Regions from separate parts of the Zea mays genome. Here all the other regions are linked to region 1. The links are chromatin contacts, called in public Hi-C maps. All regions are on one chromosome and are shown on one strand. Each heading gives the region's core, a stretch centred on a gene start, on an enhancer-like site or on the middle of the called end of the contact. The rest is flanking DNA. Distances are from core to core; before and after follow the strand shown.

What was found. Hi-C and Micro-C count contacts between places; a contact is called where the count stands out from the background.
Region 2: a Hi-C map of bundle sheath shows a contact between it and region 1, with 3 times the contacts expected there. The contact joins the promoter of LOC100282613 here to the promoter of LOC100282136 in region 1. A contact is called at or near these places in 7 of 25 Hi-C or Micro-C datasets (bundle sheath, ear, endosperm and 2 more).
Region 3: a Hi-C map of leaf shows a contact between it and region 1, with 5 times the contacts expected there. The contact joins the promoter of LOC109946026 here to the promoter of LOC100282136 in region 1. A contact is called at or near these places in 10 of 25 Hi-C or Micro-C datasets (bundle sheath, ear, endosperm and 3 more) and 1 of 3 datasets of contacts at active chromatin or transcription factors (seedling).
Region 4: a Hi-C map of leaf shows a contact between it and region 1, with 4 times the contacts expected there. The contact joins the promoter of LOC100277074 here to the promoter of LOC100282136 in region 1. A contact is called at or near these places in 5 of 25 Hi-C or Micro-C datasets (ear, endosperm, leaf and 1 more).
Region 5: a contact with region 1 is called in a Hi-C map of leaf, with 4 times the contacts expected there. The contact joins the promoter of LOC103653432 here to the promoter of LOC100282136 in region 1. A contact is called at or near these places in 3 of 25 Hi-C or Micro-C datasets (bundle sheath, leaf and tassel).

The regions. Positions count from the first base shown.
Region 1 is chr4:80,599,983-80,605,238 of Zm-B73-REFERENCE-NAM-5.0, reverse strand. LOC100282136 (homeodomain leucine zipper protein CPHB-5) reads left to right here and starts at 2,516. Exons shown (of 3, transcript NM_001155048.2): 1 at 2,516-3,131; 2 at 3,239-3,621. The coding sequence starts at 3,020.
Region 2 is chr4:80,381,619-80,386,874 of Zm-B73-REFERENCE-NAM-5.0, reverse strand. LOC100282613 (ubiquitin-protein ligase/ zinc ion binding protein) reads right to left here and starts at 3,093. Exons shown (of 7, transcript NM_001155521.1): 1 at 2,742-3,093; 2 at 2,504-2,637; 3 at 1,961-2,153; 4 at 882-989; 5 at 1-373. The coding sequence starts at 2,879.
Region 3 is chr4:80,795,184-80,800,439 of Zm-B73-REFERENCE-NAM-5.0, reverse strand. LOC109946026 (DEAD-box ATP-dependent RNA helicase 29) reads left to right here and starts at 3,007. Exons shown (of 11, transcript XM_020552564.2): 1 at 3,007-3,647; 2 at 3,948-5,109; 3 at 5,201-5,256. The coding sequence starts at 3,197.
Region 4 is chr4:80,438,626-80,443,881 of Zm-B73-REFERENCE-NAM-5.0, reverse strand. It overlaps LOC100277074, which reads right to left and starts at 2,550. Exons shown (of 2, transcript NM_001150741.1): 1 at 1,771-2,550; 2 at 1-328. The coding sequence starts at 2,185. The coding sequence ends at 282.
Region 5 is chr4:80,468,797-80,474,052 of Zm-B73-REFERENCE-NAM-5.0, reverse strand. LOC103653432 (U-box domain-containing protein 18) reads right to left here and starts at 2,111. Exons shown (of 1, transcript XM_008680337.4): 1 at 1-2,111. The coding sequence starts at 2,003.

The DNA of each region.
Region 1 (5,256 bases), core at 1,267-3,766:
ACCATTGTGAATTGTTCCTTTTTGCCCTAACATTATGCTCTCTTTTGGGAGAAGCTATCTGTAATCACCCCCTTGATCTATAAAAGGGGGAGGGTTGGCCTCAAGGAGAGAGGCCCCCCGAGAGAGGAACATGAGAAGACATAGAATTGCTAGTGAGATCGAGGTAGCCTTGACATGAACAACACATAGTGTCGGGAAAGATCCTCGGGCCCCTGAGGCCCACTAGTTAGAGAGAGTATTGGGAAAAAGGTCTTCGGACTACCGACACCCACTAGTCAGCAGAAGGGCAAGGGAACCGTCTACCCTAGAAGCACCCGCCCTCGAATAAACCCCGAGGCACCGAGCCCGAGCTTGGGTTAGGCGGAGCTAGAGAGAGGGGACAGACAGATAGGAAGCCACTCAAGTGGATTCCTCACCTGGCCCAAGACTGAACCACCATAAATGTCCGGCTGCATTAACTAGGCCTGGCATAATGCCACAATAGGAGAGTCGGTCCGCCTACCACTCATGACTTGCGAGCTCCTGGGCCTGCGATGCACTCATGACATATGAGCCCCTCCACCTGCAACGTGCTCATGACCTACGAACCCCTCGGCCAGTGGCACACTCACGACCTATCGAGCCTAGGCCTAAGTGCACAGGTCGTCTACAAGACCCATAATACGATAAGCCACACCGAGACCCATGCTACAGAGGGCCAAGGGTCGGCGTGGCGTAGAGGCAGTAATAATGGCGCTAGGGCTCCAAGTCGCCCATGCCGCCTGACATAAATGACACAGTCGCTAAAGCCCAGACGACTAGGACGCAAGCCGACAAGCACGATTTATCGGGGTAACTCCTTGTTTACTACGACTCGATAGCTCCTTCTAAGAGAAGGAGCTGGTAACCGTCCCCCGCCTTGGTCTATAAAAGGAGAGGGTCGGAGAGACAGACACAAGGGGTGGACACTCAACGGAAGACAACCATACACGCTCGACGTGACCAGAAGACCCGAGGGCCAGAGTAACGTCCAAGGCTTAGCTTAGAACTCCAGTTCCATAGTCTTCAGGTCCATCCACGCATAACAAACTTGGGAGCTCTTCCTCCCTCTCTCGTCCGCTTGTAACCCTTACTATGAGCATTGAGCAACAAAGGTGCCGGTAGTGCGAGCCGCCAAAGACTGGATTTAGGGACGTTCTGCTCGAAAAACTTATTTGAGTTTTTACAACAAGTTTGATCGGCTCGTCTTATTCAAAAAAATCATTATTATTATTAATTTTATTGTGATATCGTTTACCATATAGGCCTCCTTTGAAATGCAAGATTGGTAAAACATAGGGATATGAAAAATATAGGAATAGAGTTGCATGCCACTTCCATTCATAGAAAAATTTCCAAGAGGTTGGACCTCATGTTAAAATCCTCCAAATTCTCACTACAATGGTCTATTCCATATGAATTTTGTAGGATCGGTAAGAACTCAATTCCTTTGTTCCAAGGCTCAAATAGAAAATTTCCTATAGATTTTCAATCCTTCGAAATTCCTTCACTTTTTTTCTCCGTTTCAAAGGAGACCATAATATACTTTTAAGGGGGTGTTTGGTTTTTTAGTCACCCTCCTAAACTTTTGGAACTAAACTTTAGTCTCTAGAAATTATGTTTGAAGACTGATTTTAGTCACCTTGTTTAGTATTTTAGGGACTGAGAGTAACTAACTTTAGTCACTAAAGATTATGAGGTGGGAGCCAAACACACTATAAGTCCGGCTTTGAATTTTTTATTTTTTGTCAAAAAATTGAATAATACGAGTGTGTCAAACTTGTTAAAAAGTCAAACGAATTATAGATTAGAAATGAGAGAATATCACTTTTGTTCTCACAAACGAAAATTTTAATTGTCATTTCAATTTGCATCATTCCAGAATATCGGTCTCGCAGACATTTTAATGGTTAAAGTGGAAATCGTTTTCATTAATTTTATTAAATGAAAGACTTTCATTAAAAATATAAATTTTCAGAAAAAAGGTCAACAAGTTGATCTGAGTGCAAAAATAGAATGCTGTAACTACAGCTAGAATTTTCTCGACCAAAAGTTTAATGCGTTTCATCCACCCAAATTTGAGTTTTTCGTGCATCATATGATGACACACAGGTTAATTGGGAAGCTTTTTTTTCCCAAAACATTTTGCCTGGATTGAGCACTTGGTGGACTTGCCAGCACGCAAAAGATGAACAGTTGTGTGATGCAAGTCCAATCCCTCCACTCTCTTCTGAAAAAACAAAGAACAGAGAAATGCTTTTCAAGCTAGAAAAGTCAGCATCTGTGTACTTAAGAAAAGTGCCGTACCTTAAACCAAGCTTACGTGTCCCCGATCCGCCATCAGGGGCAACTTAGATCCCAAAACAGCATCATGTTCCGAATTAAAAAATTCCCTAATCCCCCAATCAGGAGGCAACATCACATCCTAACCGAGAGGGCATTTTCGTCAACAGACCCCTCCCGCTTCCTATAAAGTCCCGCCATCTCTAACCCTCCCAACTTTAGCAGCGAAATTCATCCAAAAGAAACTCCTGATAAATATAAAAAGGAGGGGAAAAAGAAAAACACTTGCAGCGGCATCCACCACCGGAGCTCCCATCATCGGTCTATCCCTCCGTGTCAACCCCCTCCTCAGAAGTTCTAATTGCAGTTCAGCCCCTGGCCGGTCCGCCGGGCCACCGGAAGGAGCCGCTCGCCGGAGGAAGCCCCCCATCTCCTTGCCCTGCGGCGGGTTTATGGGGTTCTCGCTGTACCCCATGAAGACGTCCACGCGGTTGCTCTGGAGCACTAGCTTCTTCCGCCATAAGCTCAGCTCCTCCTCCTGCTTCCTCTGAGCCCGCCCCACCCGCGTCGATCACCTCGGCGGCGGCCCGCTGTTGCTGCGCGGTCCTAGCACCCGTTCGAGTGTGTGTGTTTGTGTTCTTTGAGTTTCAAGATTGGGTTTTGTTGCGTTATTGGGGAGACGAAGGGACTAAGGCGCAGTGAGCGGACAAGAATCAGCATGGATCCGAGCGCGGTCAGTTTCGACTCTGGCGGCACGCGGCGGGGCGGCGGCGCGCAGATGCTGCTCTTCGGCGGCGGAGGCAGCGCCAACAGCAACGGCTTCTTCCGAGGTGCGTGCGTGACTCATCGGGAGCCGGTCAGATCTGGATGCGTCTTGCGGTTCTCGATTCCCCGATTGCTTACCCGCGGCGCGGTGCCATGTGGGCATGTGGCGCAGGTGTTCCGATGGCGGTCCTGGGCATGGACGACGCGACGCGCGTGGGCAAGCGGCCCTTCTTCACGACACACGAGGAGCTCCTAGAGGAGGAGTACTACGACGAGCAGGCGCCGGAGAAGAAGCGCCGACTGACGGCGGAGCAGGTGCAGCTGCTGGAGCGGAGCTTCGAAGAAGAGAACAAGCTGGAGCCGGAGCGCAAGACCGAGCTGGCTCGCCGCCTGGGGATGGCGCCCCGCCAGGTAGCTGTTTGGTTCCAGAACCGCCGCGCGCGCTGGAAGACCAAGCAACTCGAGACCGACTATGACCGCCTCAAGGCTGCTTACGACGCACTCGCCGCCGACCACCAGGGCCTCCTGGCCGACAACGATAACCTCCGGGCACAGGTAGCTGACTCATCACCTCGCTTCGTCTCCTCGGCTGATCGATTGTTACTTGATTTCATTGATTAACACATGCGTTGTCCAGCCATCTTCGCACCACAGTTAGTTACGGAACGTTTGGTTTCCAGTTACTAATTTCCAGTCACTCCATTTTATTTTATTTTAGTTACTAAATTATTAAATATAAAAACTAAAACTCTATTTTAGTTTATATATTTAGCAATTTAGGAGATGAAATAGAATAAAATGGAGCGACTAAAAATTAGTCCCTACAAACCAAACACCCTCAGGCTCGTCGCCGCACTGCTGCCTCGAGTGAATAGGAAATGCCATCCGGATTCTTGAACTTGTTTCTATTGCCGATTTAATGATTTAGCTTTTTTTTTCAAACGGTACTTTAGGGTGATTTTGGTTGGGCTATGGCTATGAAAAAAGATGTTGTGACTGAAAAAAATCTGGTGTGGGTTGTGACAACTAAAAAACTAAAAGTCGTCTGATGAAAGCTGTTAAAAGCCACTAAACGTTTTTCCATATATATTTGCAAAGTTTTCATCCAAAAGCCGCAGGTTTAGAGTTGCTTTCAACTTTGCACTGCCATGCCAGAAAGTCAGCTTTTGGAAAAAGCTAATTGATGAATTGGACCATTTGGTTTGGATTTTGACTTTTGGGGTCAAAAGCCACAACAAAAAACTAAACCAAGCACACTCTTAAGCTTCATGTTAACTTTAAACTGGCATTTGGTAACATTGGGTATCTTTTCCAGTTTATGTTATTTATTTGCCTCTCCTCTCTTAAATAAAGGTCATCGTCTGAAGTTCGATGTCATGGTGCGATGAAAAGACTGCAAGTGCAAGCATATCCGTAGGAAACTAGGAACTAGAGTTAAAACTGGGGAATAATGTAAATGAGTTCATGATCATCGTTGTTTGGATGTTTTGAAATGCCATGTATGTCAAATTAGTGTCATCAATGTTATCAACATTACTGAAACGTGGGCTTTAAGATGAGCATGCTTAGATAGTATAATAACTTTCGACCATGGACCCAAAACAATCGAAAACTTACATTATCCAGTAGTGTTGTTATTGGTAGTAGGTTCTTTCCAAAGACAACTCGTCTTTCCGATGTGTATGCATGCTGTTCTCATCCAAGATATTGATTATAAGGAGTTCTGAGGGTTTAGCTAGGAATAGGTAAGTCTTGGAATTCAAATTTTCTGAAGCTCAAGGGCGTCTGCATGAAAAAGCTGTCTTCCCACGACAAGTTACTGTGTGTAAAATTAAATAAGTCAGTACCACTTTTGTCAGCTTCAATTTGGCCATAGGTAGTCATCAGTGATGACCCACTACTGGATGCATTTTAGCTATTATCCAATTAACTGCTTTGGATTTTGGAATCTTGGGTACCTATCGTACGCCTCCCAAGTCTAAATCCAATAGATTTCTCCAAACTATGTGATGTGAAAGAGTTAATTGCTCTAATCTATGCATCACGCCTTTTGAAAAACGTATTGTGAATTATTTTTTATTTTTTTGTCAACTGATGTAAACAGATTACCAAATACTCAGTCATGTCTAGTGGTTCTTTGTAATCAAATTGATGGAATGACTTAGTTTAGACTTGAGTGACTATTCTTAT
Region 2 (5,256 bases), core at 1,844-4,343, 220 kb after region 1:
GTTCCTGTCCTGACAAATCAAATGGAAGTAAGCTTCTTGAAGTCTCCCTTAATTCAACGTTGTCTAGTTTTTTTCTTCCTGCTGGTTCATGCCTACTAGTTTCACCAAATTCATATAGAGAATCTAGGGTACTTTGTCTAAGTGATGATGATGGTGCACTTGATTTTCTTTGAGCTTCTATACACAGAGTATCTGAAGTCTGAGGTTCACTGAAGCTGTCAGACAAACTATCATTTTCAGAGTTTTCAGTAAGATTGTTCCTTTCTCCCATCCGGATAGGAACTTCATTGTGAAGCAAGTGTGACAAGTTTCCCTTATGCTTTGATGTGCTCTGGGACGTTCTATGACTTGAGATATGAAGGCACTGTCTTGCCTGCATTGTCATTTGATACGTCCATAAGATTCCAAATAAAATTTTCATAACAAGTGGAAATTAAAAAAAAATCATCAAAACATATACACCCAAACAGGTGCAAGCTATGAGATGCAACGGTCACAACATTGATTTTGTCTCCAACATGGACAACACACAAAAACTAATTAATGCCACCTCCATAAGTAAGATAATACTTGTCACCATAAAGCAGCGGTGCCTGACGTTCTTAAGAAACTGTACATGAGGTAATGAATCATTTTCTTTGTGTGATTAAGCTAACGTGTATCAAGTTGTGTGTTCATCAAATATAATTGTTAAACAAAAACCAATCACCAAAAATATGAACCTATTGAAAGGTGCTTGATTAGGATTCAGGATCAGACTACTGAGGTTCATAACAAATTAAGATATTTCAGGAAAGTAAGCATATGACACCTAAAATTTCTAGGTTATAGTTCAACAAAAAAAGGGATTGATAAAATATAAACTTGCATATAAATATTACCATGACACTTGACACATTATCCTGCAGGTTTAAGACATCTCTGTCCGTTGATGTATTGACATGCTTCATACGCTTTCTCCTTTTCTTAACGTCTGGTGAATGATTTTTCTTAGAATTCCCATCACCCACAGAATCATGAAGTCAGCAGGTCAACCAAGCTCCATCAGAAAATTGATAGTACAATATGCATCGTTATTTTTGGAAAAGTAAGTTCACGGTGAACACACATTTGATTATCAACTGCTACATGACACTATTAAAGGGTAAGAGAAGTATTAAGAATGCCATAATTCAAAATGAAGAACAAATGTAGGTCCAGCGCACTTTCGAGATTTTTTGGGAATATAGTTTTATGCTTAGGCCTTAGGTATAACATGAAAGTTTGACAATTCAAATTGAAGAAATACATACTTTTATCGGACACACAAGAGAGCTACATATCTTTATATTCAGCTTAGATTATGTGGTGTTAGTTCTACCAGAATCTCAGCAGTACGTTGCAAAGTGTTGGTGATATCGATGAGGTCCTATAAACTATAAACATACCAATATATCATACTTGATTTGAAAAAAATGGTCAAACTCATGTTTTCCCCATTTTCAGTCAAATTTCATCCATAAATTTAAATTTATCGCCTGATAAATTACCAATTATCAGATATAATCAGACTTATCAACTCAACCAGCTGGCAGCCATGCTTTATGCATAGATGGAAGGTCATATTCTAATATACAATAACTGTTGCCCTCATATTCGACTGCAACAGATTCTAGCTGAACCATGATTGGGAAATATTACACATGCTAAACATAGCATTAAAGTAGTAGAATAGAGATATAAGAAATATGATGAATTGCACAATGGATTAGACAATACAACATCATGGGTGATGGGTCTGCATGCAGGAACAAAATGAAATTAAGGTTATGATTCTTACTTATTCTCGCAGGGTAGACTTAAAATCAAAATCAGAATCATCAAGATATAAGAAACATGATGAATTGCACACTGGATTAGACAATACAACATCATGGGTCTGCATGCAGGAACAAAATGGAATGAAGGTTATGATTCTTACTTGTTCTAGCAGGGCAGACTCAAAATCAGAATCAGAATCATCAAGCTTAACTTTATAGCTGGCTCTAGCTCGAGGAGTGTCCCAGAAATCATCAGGTAACTCTTGGAAAACTCTGTCCTCCATGATGGCATTTTTCTTGACTTGTTTACGGGAACGAGAAGGCAGCTCTGGGACTGGCCCTGCTTCTTCACCACTGTGTACCAGGCAGAAATGTTTTTTTCTGAGAAATTAGCCAACAGTTTTACAGAATAAGATAGTATATGGGACTTGTAGTTTACAGGAACTGTCACTGCTTCTTCGCAACTATTAATCGAAAGGGTTTTACCTGAGAAATACTGTCAACATGCACAAATCTAAGAACACAAAGTGAGATGGGTTAGAACTCTCCATAGCGATTTCGTTCTGTCAAGGCTGTCGGGCGAAACATAATTACTATTTCCAGTTTCAAATTTTGTCCAATGGATTCGTCCAGGTGAAACAACAACAGAGTACTTGTCTAATCATGTCACAATTTCAAAACAGTTGAAGAAAAATCGCCCCTACCTTACCATAAAGTACGGGTCCTCTGGGAGGCGCCTCCCCTCCCTGAGACACTCCGTGAACCACCAGTGGCTCACAACGCGTGTCCCCAGCCTCCTCGCGATGTCGTACTTCTTCCCCTCGAGCCTCCAGCACACCTGCCCGACAGTAGCACGCACCAGATCCAATTTCACATCACGTGGAATCAAACCGCCCAATTAAAAATCGATGCCCAGCCAGCTGGCGGTGCGTAGTGGCTTACCAGGTGGGTGATGGATCTGCTCATTGATCCTACGTAGCTAGCACCGGTCTCCGCAATGAGGTTTACAAGCCTATGCCGCTCGTCGCCGTGGTAACCGCTCACCGTGGCGACCACGGACCTCATCCCGTCGATCAGCATGTAGTCCGCCGGCGAGTGAACCAGAAGGACGAAAACCACTAACGGGACAAGCGGGGGACGGCGAACGGAGGCGGATGGCGGATCACCGGAACACGGCGGCGGCACTACAGGAGTGGGGAAATCAAACCCTTTTCCCTTCCACCTTTTGTGTTTCCCTTCCTTGTTTAAAATTTTTCAGGTTACCGCGGCGGTTGCTGAAGTAACGGTGGGTTTGATTTGGATTTTGACTTTGGTTTTTATTTTTTAAAAGCTAAAAACCAAATCAAAGAGATAGATATAATAGGAAACAATTTTTTTGAGTCGACTTTCGCGTAGTGTAACTGAAAGTATCTCTGAACATATTTTTAGCGCCTTTTCAGATAAAACTATAAAGATACACATAGAAGAACTTTAGCGGTTTTTAGTGGTTTCACTAAATGATTTTTAGCTTTTTAACACCTCATAGCCCACATTATCTTTTTCAGAGCTCACTGCAAGTCACCTAGAAGGGGGTGAATAGGCGTAATCTGAAATTTACAAGTTTAAATACACACTACAAGCAGAGGTTAGTGTTAGAACTAAAATTAAGTCGGAAAGAGAGGGAGAACAAATCAACCAAGAAATAAGGCGAGTGAACACGGTGAATTGTTTTACTGAGGTTCGGTTCCAAAGAATCTAGTCCCCGTTGAGGATGTCACAAATACCGGGTCTATTTCAACCATTTCCATCTCTCAAACGGTCACTTAGGCCGAGTGAGCCTTCTTCCTTAATCTCACGGGTCACTAAAACCCCGCAAGGACCACCACACGCTTGGTGTCTCTTGCCTCGCTTACAAAGCATTTGAGAATAAGAATGGAAAAAGAAGAAAGGCAATCCAAGCGACAAGAACTCAAATGAACACAAAAATCTCTCTCACAAGCCACTAAGTGTTTGGAGTGAATTTGGGACTCGGAGAGGATTTGATCTTTTGTATTGTGTCTTGGAGTGAATGCTAGATGTCGGCGTTTCGAGACCGGGGGGTCCCTGGGCCGACGAGTGAATGTCGCCGCGTGCCCCAGCCCAGATGGGTCGAGCGCGAGGGCGAGCGCGAAGGGGGGAGAGCGAGGCGGCCGGAGACCGGCGTGAGAGAGGTGGGAATCCCGCGGCCTTCGTGTTCGTCCCGCGCCCAGGTCGGGTGCGCTTGCAGTAGGGGGTTACAAGCGTCCACGCGGGAGAGGGAGCGAGCGGCCCCAAGCGAGCGCCTGTCTCGTCCTCGTCCCCGCGCGGCCAACCTCTCTAAGAGGGCCCTGGTCTTTCCTTTTATAGGCATAAGGAGAGGATCCAGGTGTACAATGGGGGGTGTAGCGGAGTGCTACGTGTCTAGCGGAGGAGAGCTAGCGCCCTAAGTACATGCCGTTGTGGCAGCCGGAGAGATTTTGGCACCCAGCTGGTGTGATGTCGTGGCCGTCGGAGGAGCGATGGAGCCTGGCGGAGGGACAGCTGTCGGAGCGGTTGAGTCCTTGCTGACGTCCTCCTGCTTCCGTAAGGGGGCTGAGAGCCGCCGTCGTCACAGAGTATGCGGGGCGCCATCATTGCCTATCTGGCAGGAGCGAGCCAGATGGGACACCGGTCTTGTTTCCTGCGGCCCGAGTCAGCTCGGGGTAGGGCGATGATGGCGCCTCCTGTTGACGTGGCTGGTCTGCGCCCTAGGTTGGGCGATGTGGAAGCTCCTCCGAAGCCGAGGTCGAGTCTGTCTTCCGTGGCCGAGGTCGAGTCCGAGCCCCTGGGTCGGGCGAGGCGGAGGCCGTCGGCTGAGGCCAGGGCGGAGTCCGAGCCCTGGGGTCGGGCGAAGCGGAGTTCGTCGTCTTCTGGGGCTGAGCCCGAGTTCGAGCCCTGGGTCGGGCGGAGCGGAGTTCGTCGTCTTCAGGGGCTGAGCCCGAGTCCGAGCCCTGGGTCGGGCGGAGTGGAGTTCGCCGTCTTCCGGGACTTAGCCCGAGTCCGAGCCCTGGGTCGGGCGGAGCGGAGTTCGCCGTCTTCCGGGACTTAGCCCGAGTCCGAGCCCTGGGTCGGGCGGAGCGGAGTTCGCCGTCTTCTGGGGCTGAGCCCGAGTCCGAGCCCTGGGTCGGGCGGAGCGGAGTTCGCCGTCTTCCGGGACTTAGCCCGAGTCCGAGCCCTGGGTCGGGCGGAGCGGAGTTCGTCGTCTTCCGGGACTTAGCCCGAGTCCGAGCCCTGGGTCGGGCGGAGCGGAGTTCGTCGTCTTCCGGGACTTAGCCCGAGTCCGAGCCCTGGGTCGGGCGGAGCGGAGCTTCCTATGATGCCTTCGGCAGGGCCTGACTGCCTGTCAGTTTCACTCTGTCAAGTGGCACCACAGTCGGAGTGGCCCAGGCAGCGCTGTCCTTCTGTCAGGTCGGTCAGTGGA
Region 3 (5,256 bases), core at 1,758-4,257, 190 kb before region 1:
CTAGTAGGGGACCTGGTGTGGAAGACCATCCTGCCTCTAAGGAATAAAGACCGGAAGTTTGGAAAATGGTCGCCAAGCTGGGAGGGTCCTTATAAAGTAAAACAGGTAATGTTTGGTAACGCCTATTTACTACAAACATTACAAGGCAAGGATTTACCCAAAGCTTTGAATGGGTGTTTCCTCAAGCAGTACCATCCTAGTATGTGGCAAGATGCTTAAGAAAACCGATGTGATCACATCGAGTTAAGATGCTTTTGGTTTGCTCAGCTCCACCAAAAGGCAGGGGGGCATATGTTGGGCACCAAAATGAGGGCCGGACCGTCCGACCACTCATTTTGGTGCCCAACATATGCCCCCCTGCCTTTTGGTGGAGCTGAGCAAACCAAAAGCATCTTAACTCGATGTGATCACATCGGTTTTCTTAAGCATCTTGCCACATACTAGGATGGTACTGCTTGAGGAAACGCCCATTCAAAGCTTTGGGTAAATCCTTGCCTTGTAATGTTTGTAGTAAATAGGCGTTACCAAACATTACCTGTTTTACTTTATAAGGTCGGACGGTCCGCGGTCCGGACAATTCGCGCCTGTGGGCCAGACAATCCGCGCAAGCGCAGAACAAATTATGGTTCCGAGTTTCTTGCTATGTTTGTTGGCGAGAATCTCGGGATAAGCTCGGAAATTAGTTTGTAAAGGGTCCAGCCCCCCTCCTCTATAAATAGAGAGGTATACAGCCGATTTGGAAGAACCAATCGAACCTTCAATCAATACAATTTACATTTTGTCCTAGGAATAGTTCTAGTCTAGTTTAGGTTTAGTCTTCCAATCCCCAAATCCTCCGCTTCCTTTCGACTCGACGTCGATTAGAGGAGTCTAGGTCGATCTACCCGAGCCTAGACATCACCTATGATCTCTACTACCTGATGGGGTCCCTCCCGGGAGCGAGATCCAGGCTCCGCCGGTGATCCTCCGCCGCCCCTACGCACGCGCGGACCGTCCGGTCCCAGGGCACGGACCGTCCGGCCGTCGTCAGGCAGGAAACCTTAGCCTCGCTCCAGGTCGCGGACCGTCCGGCCCCTGGCCGCGGACCGTCCGCGCCGGTGCAGAGAGCACCGCCGTTGGTTCGTATTGAGTGATTGGCGCCCGAAAAAGGTGTCAACACAGAGGATTGAAAAACGTAGTAACATTGAGTGGAAGGTTGTTTGGTTGGGGCAAGAAAAAAACGAAGGGTTCATTTTGCAGCAATGTCAAGCTTGGATGAAAACAATATCAAATAAGTGCTTTGCATGTGTTTTTCTCTGCTTAAATCTGGATAGGACAAGCCATAATGGGCCCTTAGTTGCTAGCATTAGCATTCCACTTCTCGTGCTTCGCTTGTAGGAATTTTTCCAAGAGCTCTTGGTGGATGTTAGAAATCCTATGGAATCAACACATAAAGGGATAAAATCCTATGAAATATTATTGGTGCATCATGCCAGCCAAACTATATATAGGATAGGAAACTTTCCTATTCCAACATTGTTCCTTCAAAATTCCTGTAATCTAAATAAGCCCTAAAAAGGATAACTCCAGGCTCAGAGCACCATATACCCTACCTATGGCTTCAATCACCCACCACAAAGAACTGTCTATGGCAGGTCACATTCAGATCAAACCATATCTTGAGCATTCTATTCTTTTTACTATGCAGATCCATCGCTAACGATGTAAGATAATCAACATTAAAGTGCAGATCTACATGAGTACAACCAGAATCCATTCCTAGGGTAGAGGTTGATCGGGCAGTGAATGGGTGAGGGCTCAACCGATGGCTGCTTCCTAGCGCGACGTCGTCCGTGGTGGCTTGATGCCTCGTCGGAGAAGGAGCTAGGATTAGTGAGACGTCAGCGAGTGCAGCCTCACTCAACCGCGACCGCGAGTAGCTTCTTTGGGTTCCGCCGCAATGAGAGCATCAGACGACGAGCGGGAGGACGTCAAATCCAGATCTTCGGCATGACGGGGATGTTGCCATGCAGATCGCGACGCCTGACGTCGGAGCTTCGTCGATGGAATCAAGGTTGCGTTGTCGCCGTCTTCCGCATCTTGTACGGGAGAACCTTCCATAGAAAGCCGCGAATAGGAACTGACCGGTGCTGCGCGCGAGTGAATGTTGGTAGCGTTCCCCTTCATCAGGGGAGAGAAAACGCCGATGAGATGAAGGACTGTGTAGGGGAGGCCATTGCGACGTTTTCGCGTGATCCTGTAGCCGCTACATTAGGGGGGGAGGCGTGGTAGACGCACAGATGTCCAATAAGCACGAGGCCCGCGAGCCTGGCACGAAGCCCGCTGTTTGGGTCCGGTCCGAGCCCGGCATGACTCGGTTCTATGCGGGCCCGGCCCGGCACGAATAAGCGGGCCGGGCTCGGACAAGAAACTAGGCACGGTGGGCTAGCTCGGTACGACCCGTTTACCTCTAAGCCCATTAAACCCGCTTTTTTACACTAAAACGTGCTTACCGGCCCGCATAGCCCATTTTCGGCCCGCTTTTTTCGTGCTAAACGGGCCGGCCCGCGTTTAGGCCCGCTGTGGGCCGGGCTCGGACAGGAAATTGAGCCCGCGTGCTTAGAAGGCCCGACCCGGTTTTCTAACCGTGCCTGGCGGGCCGGGCTTCACCGGGCCCGGGCCGGGCGGCCCCTTTGGCCATCTCTAGGTAGACGTGTCCGTTGAAGGCATTCTAAGTATGATGAAATTATGGTCCTGTTTAGCATTGCTGTTGCTTGTTGAAAAAATAACTTATCTTAGAAGTTGATGAAAACAGTTTCTGCTTGTTGTCTGCTTTTAGTTTATTTTGATAAGCAGCAGAACTGATAAGCTGCTGCAGAAATTGTCTTTCTGACTGTGTTTAAATTTGTGAACAAGTTGAAAATAAAAATAAACTGTGTCAAACAGGACCTATATTTTTAGAACTTAGCTTGTGTCATATAAATGCAACCAAACAGGCCCATTGTATCTCAGCCCATGAGTTTTTTTTCATGTCGACCCGGCCCATGATTCCCGACCTGGCTCGTCGCGCAAGTTGCTTCGCGTGTCTCCCCTCCACCCCTCTCCTCTCCTTCCGCTTCCGCAGTACCTCGCCGCCACGGCCGACGTTGATAAAGCCCCAAACGGCTAAACCCACGTCTCCCTCTTCTGCCCTCCCTCCCTACTTCCCAGCCACCCCATGGCTCGCTTAACCCCCACGAAGTCCAAATCCTCCAGGAAGCCCAAGCCCTCCTCCTCCTCCGCCATGGGCGCCGGAGCGGAGCCGGATGCGATGTCCACGCGGCGGCCGAAGCGTGGCAAGTCGGTGGGCGGCGTCAGCAAGAAGTCCAAGTCGGGCGGGTTCGAGTCGATGGGGCTCTGCGAGGAGGTGTACCGCGGGGTGCGCCACAAAGGGTACCGCGTGCCCACGCCGATCCAGCGCAAGACCATGCCGCTCATCCTCGCGGGCGTCGACGTCGCTGCCATGGCCCGCACGGGCTCCGGGAAGACCGCCGCATTCCTGGTGCCCATGCTGCAGCGCCTCCGCCGCCGCGACCCGAGCGCCGGCGTCCGCGCGCTCATCCTCTCACCTACCCGCGACCTCGCGATGCAGACGCTCAAGTTCTCCAACCAGCTCGGCAAGTTCACAGGTGCGTAGTAGTCCTCGTGCTCGTAGCCAGGCCAATGTGCCGCTGTCAGCTTTGCTACATAGCAATCATGCTGTTTTACCAATTGAGAATTTTTATATGACACTTTCGAGATGCATAATTCAGCGGCTTATATTGGGCTGCTTTACTTGAGATAGCAGCCTACCATTTTGGGTATATTGTTGTCTTTGTGCCCTTGTATACAATTTTGGGCATCGATTGTTGTGTTTTCTGGGCTGCTCCTTCTCAGCTCGAAATATTTCATCAGTGCGGAATGGTGACTTGTTTTCCCCCATCTTGTAGACCTAAGAACCAGCATAATTGTTGGTGGAGATAGCATGGAGAGTCAGTTTGAGGACCTGTCAGAGTGTCCTGATATCATAATTGCCACGCCAGGCAGGCTCATGCACCATTTGAATGATGTCAAGGACATGACTCTTCGCTCAGTGGAATATGTTGTGTTTGATGAAGCAGATTCCTTGTTCAGCATGGGGTTCGCCAAACATTTGCACGATATTCTGAAGAAGCTAAATGATACACGACAAACATTGCTCTTTAGTGCCACTTTGCCTAGTGCCCTTGCAGATTTTGCAAAAGCTGGTCTGCGTGATCCGCACATTGTGAGGCTCGACTTGGACAAAAAGATCAGTCCTGATCTCAGGATGGTGTTCTTCACACTGCGCCAAGAAGAGAAGCTTGCTGCCTTACTGTATTTGGTCAGGGAACGCATCAGCTCTGAGGAGCAGACAATAATTTTTGTTTCAACCAAGCATCATGTGGAGTTCTTGAATGTTTTGTTCAGAGAAGAAGGTTTAGAGCCTTCCCTATCCTATGGTGCTATGGATCAGGAAGCTCGTATGATTCATATTTCAAAATTCAGGGCAAGGAAGACCATGCTACTTATTGTGACAGATGTTGCTGCGAGGGGCTTGGATATTCCGTTGCTGGATAATGTAGTGAACTGGGACTTTCCTGCAAAGCCTAAGTTATTTGTTCATAGAGTTGGTCGAGTGGCTAGACAAGGTAGAAGTGGAACAGCTTATACATTTGTCACTTCAGAGGACATGCCATATTTACTGGACCTACATCTTTTCCTTTCAAGGCCTCTTAGACCTGCTCCAACAGAGGAGGAACTCCTAAAAGACATGGACGGTATAACTATGAAAATCGATGAAGCTATTGCAAATGGGGAATCAGTTTATGGACGATTTCCTCAAACTGTCCTTGATCTTGCCTCTGATGGACTAAAAGAAGTTATTACTGGATGTACGGAGTTGATAGCATTAGAAAAGCCATGTGCTAATGCTTTCCGGTTGTATCTCAAGACTCGTCCTATGCCTTCAAAAGAATCTATCAAAAGGGTAAAAGATTTGCCTCGTGAGGGTCTTAATCCAATTTTCAGGGATGTTCTCCGGTCAGATGAACTTTCAGCTCTTGCATTCTCCGAACGCCTGAAATCATTTCGGTAGTTACAACAGCCCACAAAATTTGTTCTTATTGTATTTGTTCAATTTGTGTCATCTAATGGAGCTTCTTTACCCTAACTCGATTTCCAGACCAAAGCAGACTATTTTAGAGGCTGAAGGTGAAGCTGCTAAAGCACGAAATTCGA
Region 4 (5,256 bases), core at 1,301-3,800, 160 kb after region 1:
AAAAGTGTCAATGACATTTCATACCAATCACAAATCAAGGTTATCACGATGGTCTTACTCTGCAAGAATAAGGTAGCCTTGGAACCTTAGGAAGAATGATGCACCCATGACCCATCCGTTGTTGTTTTTTTTATATATAATCCATTGCTAATGTTCTGTTCTGTGATTCTGTCCTCTTCCTTTTCCCTTTTGGGTTTCCTCTCTTCATCTATTCCCACACATGAGGAATGAAACAATACTGTATTATACATTGAAGCCAGCTAAGAATGGAACTGGAGAAATCAGTTCTGAAGGGAAGACACCCACTGCTCCACAGAAGTCCTGTTATCTACAGAATAGAGACAGACTACAAAGTCAGAAGGATTACAGCGGAGGCAGTAATTCTGTTCACAATACGAATAACAAAAAAACAGCAAAATGATCAAATGGCATAACTGTATTAGGATATATAAGCTTGATTGAAGCATAGAAAACAATATTTGTTATGTATATTAGGATATTGATATTAAAATGGTAGAATACCAGAATAAAATATTGTCGTAAATTGTGGTTCAGGCAGAGAGCATGTTTTTCCGGTTGTAAATAAACAAAAACAATAACAAATCTGATAAGCCAAATGAATGCAGGAATACAATACAAGATCGATCAAGGAGTGCGAAAATTATCAATACAGATACACTTCTAGGAAGGATCAACAGAAAAACCATTCCTATGTGTCTCAATTGATGCAAAGAACACTTCAATGGTTAGAAATGGGATCCTCAGATTGAATTCTCAAAGTTTGTCTCCTGAACTCAGCAGCAGGTGAGCTGGGAGGGAGGGGAAAGTGGCGAGGCAAGATGGAGACTCCCATTATATGATCAACAATGGCACAAAGGGCAAGGTTCTAAAAACAAATGACACATAGGGAGCATTTTCAATTTATAGTGGATGCCTCACATCTAAGACTTTACAATGGGCCACAACTAATATGTATGGTAGGACCAAGCCCAGTGCCATGCAATATAGAAGCTATCCAAATTAAGAAACTAGACTAGATGCAAAATTATCAGAGGCTATCCGAAAGGGCACATCTACAAGAACAAAAACAGCAGTGCCGCTGACCCGGTGGGTTCAAGGTGTCTGATAAATTTACGACACAGTCATTACAGGTTTGAATTGACATGATTCACAGCATCCTAGTTGGAACTTGGAACACCACACAATATATGTGTGTGAGGTTTTGGGTAAACGACATGTATGAATGATCATGGCACGACGGCAGCATAGCAAACGAAGAGGAAACAAGCATGTATCAAGTAAAGTTATGTCCTACTCATACCATATGGTAAACTTAATTAGTCATGTAAGTTGTGTTATGACACTATATGACAGTTGACACTATAGGAATCTTAAATGCTGATAGGCCGTACACCCAAGATTACAACTCTTGCTGTTCTTTTTCTGCTCGCAGTAACGCAAGTGTTTCACCTCTCATTATACTGTTGTGGCCTCATTAGATTGTACACTTATCCGGTGCCTAGACAATATTATTGGCAAAAGAATTCAACAGCCGATAACTAGAAACTTGCCATTTAGGACATCGGTTTAACAGGCTAAACAAACAGGTTTAGCGATGTACTGTAATTAGTAATTACTGTCTATTTACCAACTCTGCACAACACCTAGTACTCCGCAAGTGCTAGTGGAGGGAATAACTAGCAGTTAGCGTATTCAGCTCACCAGAAACGCCGCCGTGGGCGGGGACACCACCAGGACCAGGGAACCTACCATCAGGTCGGGCAGGTCGGTCAACGCGGCCGCGTCGATAGCACGGCACGAGGACGGCGAAGCTGCCCTCGGAGTCCACGTCACTATGGAGATCCGGCGCGAGCGGCTCCAACCAGCCGATGGACCAGTCGGAGGCGTCGGAGTCCGAGTCAGACAGGCAGCCGTCGCCGTCGGACTGCACGATAACCATGCCGTGCTCGCTGTCGACCCTGTCCTCCGCGCGGCCGCCGCGCCGGCTGATCATGCCCGTGCGCCCGACGCCGGCGTCTGGCTCCCGAAACCCGGACGGGGAGTCCGGGAAGAGGCCTTTCGTCACGGCCGTGCTGCTCCACGCCGGTGGCTCGCGGTCGCGGCCTCTACGGTTTCTGGCTCTGCTCCCCGGCCATATCCACTGCGAGAATCGGCTCAGCGACATGGCCGTTGTGGGGGAAAGAAATCAAAGAATGCTCGGGTCGTCTTGATCCGGTTGAAAATTGGGGGCGCAAAGCTGACAAAATCAAAGAGAATAGAGCAAAGCAAAAAGGATAATCTGTGAGGAAAATCTTATCTTCTTCCGGAACTAGATCCAATAAATATCTGTCTCGTCAAAAGTGGATATTGGCAGGCAAATGGAGGAAGGAACCGCCCTTTAAGCGAAAGCAACATCAAGTGGAACAAAAGAAACCGCTGAAAACTATAGCGGTTGCTTCTCGGCGCAAATCGGAGGAGCAAGCAAACGATAGTAGAAGAGTTACTGTGACTAAACCTATCACCAAGAACAGACTGACTATAGCCTGAAGCAGAGAAGGCGAGAGAGATTCGGCAACTGAAAAGATGCGAAGAGCAAGGTTGTTGCGAGGTCGCCACGAGAATCCTGGGGTGGAGGAACCCGGTCGTCCCTAGATTCGGATCTTTTAGGCCTTGTTCGGTTATTCTCAATACACATGGATTGGATGTGATTAAAAAAAATTCTTAAGAAGTTTGACTTGTTTAGGATTCAAACCCATCCAATCTCACTCAATCCACATGGATTGAGAGCTAACCGAACAACCCCTTAGGTGTGGGGAAGAGGAAGAATCGGGGCCAGAGAACTGAACTAGTGAACCGGATAGCAACAGCCAACAGCGAAGGAGAAGCCAAGAGTACTGAGGGTTAGCCAAAGCCAAACCAAAGGGTTAGATTAAGAAAGCAACTTTTTTTAAAAGCCGACTTTCTCACAGTGTAAAAATAAAAGCATATCTAGATCTACTTTTAGTGATTTTTAGATTAAACTGTGAAAACATATATCAAATAACTTTTAACGATTTTCAGAGGTTTCGACCAAACGATTGTTAGCTTTTTAACAGTTTACCGCTCACAACAACTTTTCTCACAGCTCATAGTCCACAACAGCTTTTTTCATAGCCACGGCCCAACCAAACAGACCCTGAAGAGGAGGCTAGCCGCCTAGGTAGGGCTGGATATCGAGCCAGCTCGGCTCGGCTCGTTTGAGCTCGAGCTGGCTCGTTAAGCTAACGAGTTGGCTCGACTCGGCTCGTTAAGGTAGCGAGCCACAGAGTCAGCTCGGCTCGACTCGTTTACGAGCTCGAGCTGGCTCGTTTAGCTTGCGAGCCAGAGCAGAAAAAAATAATATGTGTTTAATAATCAATTTCTAGTTAATTTCAAACTAATTTAAAACAGAAAATAGTAATTATACTCATAGTTTCACAGACCATATCAATATAACACCAAATTAACACAACTCATCACTCATTAATTCACTATTCACACACATATTCAGCAGTTTAACCCACACTTATATTCGTATAGACCAATTTCATACATAGACATAATTCATCAATCATTAGTTTAACTTATAGGTTATAGACACCACACATACATATAACATATTCATCAATTGTTACGTAAATGATATGTATATAGTTTTGTTTTGCTGAAATGTGATAGCTCGTTTAGCTCACGAGCTGGCTTGTTAACAAACCGAGCTGGCTCGTTAACGAACCGAGCTAGGATGTCAGCTCAGCTCGCGAAAAAATTCAAACGAGCCGATCCGAGCCGAGCCGAGCTGGCCACGAATCGAGCGAGCCGACGAGCTGCAAGCATTTTGTCCAGCCCTACGCCTAGGCCACCCATGGCCCGCACTCAGCAGTGCGAGCCGGCCGTGTGCATGGCGTGGCCGATGGGAACCAAGCCAACCGTCCGCGTGGAACGGATCCTTGCACAACAGGATTGTCGGCCGTCCGATATGTCACGTGCTGACTTGCTTACTAGGAAGTCAAGTTTTTGCTGCTGTTGGGATTGTCCTCTCCTACCACTTGTATGTGATATAGACTAGATGTGCTCGTGTGCAATTCAGCTCGTCACAGTGATGCAAGTTTCTCTATAATCGACAGTAAGAGCACGTTTGAATGTATTAGTACTTCGAAGGACTAGAGGAGAACCTCAGGGGTCAAGCAGCTGACAGGAACGTCTACAATGTATTTGAATGCTAGAGTATCTTCAACAATACCTTAATACCTTAAATTAAAATATATATAACTCTACGCGGAAAAAAACTACAACAACTCTTTATTTTATAAACTCTAGTTAAATAATTATATAACACCATCTCAAATGCCTCAAATAGTTATATAACACCATCTCAAATGCCTAAAAAAATTATAATCTAGATTTAGTGCTTTACTGTTTAAGCAGAATATATTGTTGGTGCCCTAAATCCTATAAAATATACTCATTTTTAAATTATAGCGTATTTTTATAGATCACATTGTTGGAGATGCTCAATGCTTAGTCGGTCTCCAGTAGAACGTGCATATAGCCATATAAAACACCGTTTACACTGTAAACTATATTATTTATATAGTAGAGTTTGAAATACAGAGCACGTTAGAGATGGCCTTAGACATGAGCTAGGGTATGGTCTGTCGGATGGAGCGAGACTAGCTTGGTTATTTGTATGGACGTTTGTGGAGCCTGGACCACACGCGACCCGATACTTAGAGCGTGTTTGGATTGCTTACCTGTGCAGCCAAACCAAAGGAAGGTCGTTGATCGTTGGCAGCATATATGTTTGGATGCAAGTAGATTATTGGTTGGCCAAAGAGACAAGCCCAACTTCTTAGCTATTTTTTGCCTACCAAAACTTGGTTGTTCCATTCCATGGCAGCCAATATTTGGTCGGCCAATCATGGGCACGGGTAGCTTTAGGCTCAACCCAAACATACCCTTAGAGCACCAACGAGCTTGGCGTCCATGAAACGAAAATGGCATTTGCTTCTTGTGGATTTATCTATAGTAAACCAAATTTAAAAACTAACTGTAGATAAAAAAAATAGGTAAATTATGATAAGTTAGGCAATGAACCAAATAGACTCTTAGTCCACAGGTGTTGTTGGATGGCTCTTTTTCGCAGGCTGTTGGGGATGGCTACTATAGCACAAGAGACAATGGCCCTGTTTGTTTCAGCTTCTGGCAGCTTCTGGCCACCAAAAGCTGCTGCGGACTGCC
Region 5 (5,256 bases), core at 862-3,361, 130 kb after region 1:
TCATTCACCAGCCACCGCGCTTTCTTGCCCGCCTGCGGGGTGCCGTCGGCGATCACCGCGTACAGCGCCGGCATCAGGCCAGGTAGCTTGCCCAGCAGCGTCAGCACCTTGTCCCCGCAGTGCCGGCCCAGCAACGCCAGCAGCGCCACGCAGTGCTCCTTCGCCGACCGCGACGCCGCCTCGCCGAACAAGTCCACGAGCCTCGTCACCAGCTCCGAGCTCTCCATGACGGCGCGCGCGCCGGCCGGCTGCTCCGCGAGCCTCGCGAGCAGCGCGACGGCGTCGAGGGCGAGGTCGTCGTCTCCGGCGGACGACCCCAGCAGGCCGGCGAGCGCGTCCACGGCGCCCGCCGACACCGCCCTGCCGTGCGCGTCCGCGCACTGGAGCAGCCCGTAGAGGCTCACCAGCGCGTTCTTCCGGCCGCGGTACGCGCCCTCGCGCGCCAGGCGCACCAGCGTCGGAACCGCCTCCGGCATGCGGCTGATCTCCTCGCAGTACTCCAGGTTGGACGAGAGGTAGAACAGGATGGCCGCCGCGTTCTGCCGCGCCTCGACCTTGGCGGCCACGTTCACGGCGTCCACCACGAGGCCCAGCCCGCCGGCCTCCACCAGCGCCCGCCGCCCGGCCGGGTGCTTGGACAGGTTCAGGAGGCCCGCCACGGAGTTGTCCTGCACGGACGCGTCCGTGGAAGAGAGCAGGTGGAGCAGCCACGGCACGGCGTCCGCCTCCACGAGGCACGCCCGGTAGAAGACGTTCCGCTTCGAGAGCTTGCGGGCCTCGTACGTCGCCTTCTTCTGGTCCTCGGGCGCGCCGCTGGACAGCCTTGCCATCAGGAACGCCGCGGAGAGGCGCACGCCGCCGGCCGCGGCCGCGCCGAACGGCGTGGCGGTCTTGTCGACCGCGCACCGGTGTTTGCTGCTGGGCTCGTGGAGCGGGACGCCCCGGCTGAGGAGGAGCTGCTCGATGACCGCGCGCGCCGCGACGTTCGGCACGAGCTCGGCGCTGCGCAGCCTCTCGCCGGTGACGGGGCACGTCCGGCACCCGCTCTTGATCCACTTCTTGATGGATGCGCGGTCGTACGTCTGGCCGGTGGCCACCGTTACCGGGTCCGTCATCAGCTCCAGCGTGATCGGGCACTGCAGCGCCTCCAGGTTGAGGTTGACCCCCGCCGCCCACCTCGGCGGGAGCCTGTTCGCCGTCGCGGCCTTGCCGGAATCATCGATGCGGTCGAACAAGACGACGCGGCAGTAGAGCAAGAACGCCATGAGGCCGCCGATGAGCACGAGGTCGTTGTCGTTGTCGCTGTCGCTGCCGGTCTCCAGGCGCTCCAGCAGCTCGGCCTCCAGGAACGCGGCCTCCTCGGAGCAGTCCAGCCAGGTGTCGACCCCGACGCAGGCGAGCACGAGCCTGGCGTCCTCTGCGTCGGGCGACACGCCGCTCGCGAACCGCGCGAGCACCGAGCGCACGGCCCGCGCCGCGCGGTCGTCCTCCGGGTCCGGCCGCAGACGAGACGCCGCGCGCCACGCCTGCCGGGACACCAGCCCCGCGAGCTCCTCGGCGTCCGCGGACGCCCTGACGACGTCCCCCGGCAGCGCGTCCATTGCCGTGGCGACGGAGCCCAGCAGCACCCGGAGCTCGGAGGCCGACAGCTCGGCGTTCATGAGCACCCACAGGCGCGCCCCCTTCCGGGCGCAGTCGGCGAGCAGGAGCCGCAGCTTTTGTAGCGCCACGTGTAGCTCCGAGAGGCCCAGCACGGCCGCCTGGTCCGGAGCCGGAGCGTCGCGGACGATGCCGTCGAGGAGCACGAGGACCAAGCCGACGATCCGGACAGCCTCGCGTGCCGCGCCACGGAGCGCCGGGAGCGCGTCCACGTCGGCGGCGCGGAGGCCGGCGATGTCCGCGGCGAGGGAGATCAGCGACGCCAGCAGCGGCGCCGGCTCGATGGCCTCGCACGGGTACACCGCCGGCAGCGCCAGCATCCGTCGGCGCGGCCGCGGCGCCATCTTCTTTGGGTGTCGGACGAAGCAAAGCAAACAACCTGCAAGAGGGGGTAATGGGAACGGACGAGCAGACGACGTCGACGATTCCTCTCTGTCTCGCCTCTTGTCGCGGCGGCCGGCCAAATTTGGAAGCGCGCCTACTTATAGGAGTGCGGGCACACGTGTTGCCCTCAAAGGTCGGATAGGGACACGTGTCGATGCGTCCACGTGGACGGTGCCTGGTGGGGCCGATGGATGGTGAGCTGCAGCTTCCTCTCACGCGCCGACTTTTATGAAGGCACGGACGCACAGTGCAGAGCTGCGCTGGACAGACAATCTATTTCCTCCTATAAATAAATAAACGAACTCAACTGGGGGCATACGTGGCTCATGTGATTTTGACTCGAATTATCAGCGCCAAGTAGTAGGAGAGATAACCTTATAGTGTTGGGCAAAAAAAAAAATTGAGGCCGATTGCACGCAGAATCAATTAGGATTCCGAGTTTCTTATGTATTTTTTGCTAAATCTATAAAATTAACTCAGAAAAATGCTTGTAACAGGTCCATACCACACCTCTATATATATATATATAGGGCTACGATCAATTGAAACACCAACAATCGATTAAATAATCAATATACATCTCGTTTCTAACTTATGCATTTAGAATAGTTCTAGTTTAGCTTTTCTCTACCCAAATATTTACCTCTCTTCGGCTCTACGTCGACTAGGGGCGTCTTGGGTGACCTGCCGATCCCAAGACAAAGCCTAAGATCTCTCCTCCCCGATGGGGTCCCTCCTGGGAGCGAGATCCAGCCGGCGAACTTCATCGTCCTTGCGTATGCGCGAACCGTCCGGTCACCAGGCGCGGACCATTCGACCCGTCAGGCAGGAACACCAGCCCCTGCGCCAGGTCGTGGACCGTCCACCGGTTCTTATCGCAGTGATTGACGCCCGAATCGGTGCCAACACACTTTTTGGCGACTTTGCCGGGAAATTCACATATAGACCTATCAGTTCGGCCCTCAATGGCCGGTTCAAGGGATAATTATGACGTCTCTCCCAGCAATATCATTGAGCCGAATTGGGAAACCTTACCGCCTGAAAAACATTTCGAGTTCGAGGAGCACAAGGAGCAGCTGATCAAAGAAGCAAAAGCAAAATTCCTAGCCAACTTTAAAGTGGACAGGAATAACAAGGCCGTTCGGCAACGGGCGACTAATCTAGCTTCGCTCCGACCCACTTCAGCTACCCCCAAGGTAAGCAACACAAACGAACTCCAATCTCTTAAAGCTTACATAGATGAGCAACGAGACCAAATGCAACAGATTATAGGGGGTGTGCAAAATGACTATAAACGGCTAGTGCGTGCGTTTGATAAATCTACTATTGCAAATTTTCCTTCGCACGAGGTTGAATTGGGGGAAAACACGCGTGATTCATCGGCTACATGTTGTCACGACCATTCACAACACATTTATGGGATGTCGATAGACACGTACCCTAGGCAATCACAGCCTCCTACGCAAATCGGCGATAAATTCGTCGATCTGCGCATGTCCGGACCGTCAGCACGTGAGCGCGGACCGTCCGGGCCAGTGGCGGCCGGCCCCATTTTTAGGAATGAATTACCGAGACATGCACCCGAGCCACCACGTACTGCGCAAACGCTAAACTACCCAGTCGGACCGTCCGCATACAGTGACGGACAATCCACATACAGTGACGGACAGTCCGCATACAACAACGAACGGTCCGACCAGCTTTTTAAGGAGGATTGTTATCCAAATCTGCATCCGTCTCAGCTGAACTTCCCATCACATCATGCGACATACCAGCACCATAATATAGCATCCCAAACCCATGGGGGCGAGTACTTTCCGGCCCGTCCTAGAAGGCCAGAAAGGAATGGCCAGTCCTATGAGCCGCATAGGGCAAGTAGTAATGTGCCACAAAACTCAAACCAATGAGAGGAAGACAACATACTAATAGCCAAACAACCTCACCCTTGTTAGACCAGAGAGCCGGTGGTCTCCCACTGGCTGCCATTGATATAGTAAGGGAGGAGATAGCTGATACGTTCCGAGATAAGCTCGGAGTAAGCATGGTCCCTGGGGGCAGTCATATCGGAGACCTTATGATAGCCGATTTGACCATCACCCATACCCTCACGGAACCAGGATACCCGAATTCGCGAAATTTTTGAGTGACCAAGGAAAAAGCACGCGCGAGCACATAGGCTGGTTCCTAGCACAATTAGGAGAATTAGCCGATACAAAGGCGTTCCGTGTGCGTTTATTTTCGTTATCTTTAAAAGGAACTGCATTCGCATGGTATGCCACACTGCCTCCTAATTCTATTTTGTCGTGGGGAGATTTGGAACAAAAAAACCATGATCATTTCTTCTCCGGTGATTATGAGCTAGATTTAGTAGACCTAGTGGCCCTGCGACAAGGGAAAGATGAATCGATTAATGATTACATCCAGAGGTTTCGGGATACAAGAAACCGATGTTTCCAAATCTAGTTGGCAGAAAAAACAACTACCAGTATTAGCTTTTAATGGGTTACGCTATTATTTAAAAGAAAGATTAGAAGGTGTCCAGTTTTTTACGCTAGCACAATTACACCAGAGAGCTTTGGCTTGTGAAAGCCGAAGCAAAGAAACTGCCAAAACGATTCGTCACAACGTCTATATAGTAGAATGTGACCAGAGTAGCTTGGACGACGAATCAAAAGAGGTTTATGCTGCCGAAATGATTTAGCCCAAGCAGGCCAAATCTTTGGCTTATTCCTCCTTGTAGCCGGTTCAAAAGAAACGGCAGGAGGAGGTTAAGTTTACATTTAATGTTGGCAAATGTGATAAGATATTCGATGAATTACTTAAAATGGCAACATTAAGATAAATCATATTGTTTGACCCACCGACGAACTAAAACGTTGCGTATACTGCAAGTGGCACAACTCATTTTCTCATGCCACTAATGATTGTAATGTATTTCGACGACAGATTCAATCGACCATTAACGAGGACGATTGAAATTTTAGGAAACGCAGGTGGACACAGAGCTCTTCCCAATAAACATGATCAACTTTGATGGCAAAAAAGTCTTGATTCAGCCAAGCGCGGCCGATAAGGGCAAAGGCAAGGAGGTAATCATCGGCAATGCGCAAGAGGCCGATGAAATTACTAAAAACTCTTGCAAGAAAGTGGTGACAGAAAGGACTCCTGATGGAGGGGAGACTCTGAAAGTTACCATCACTACCTCCAACATCG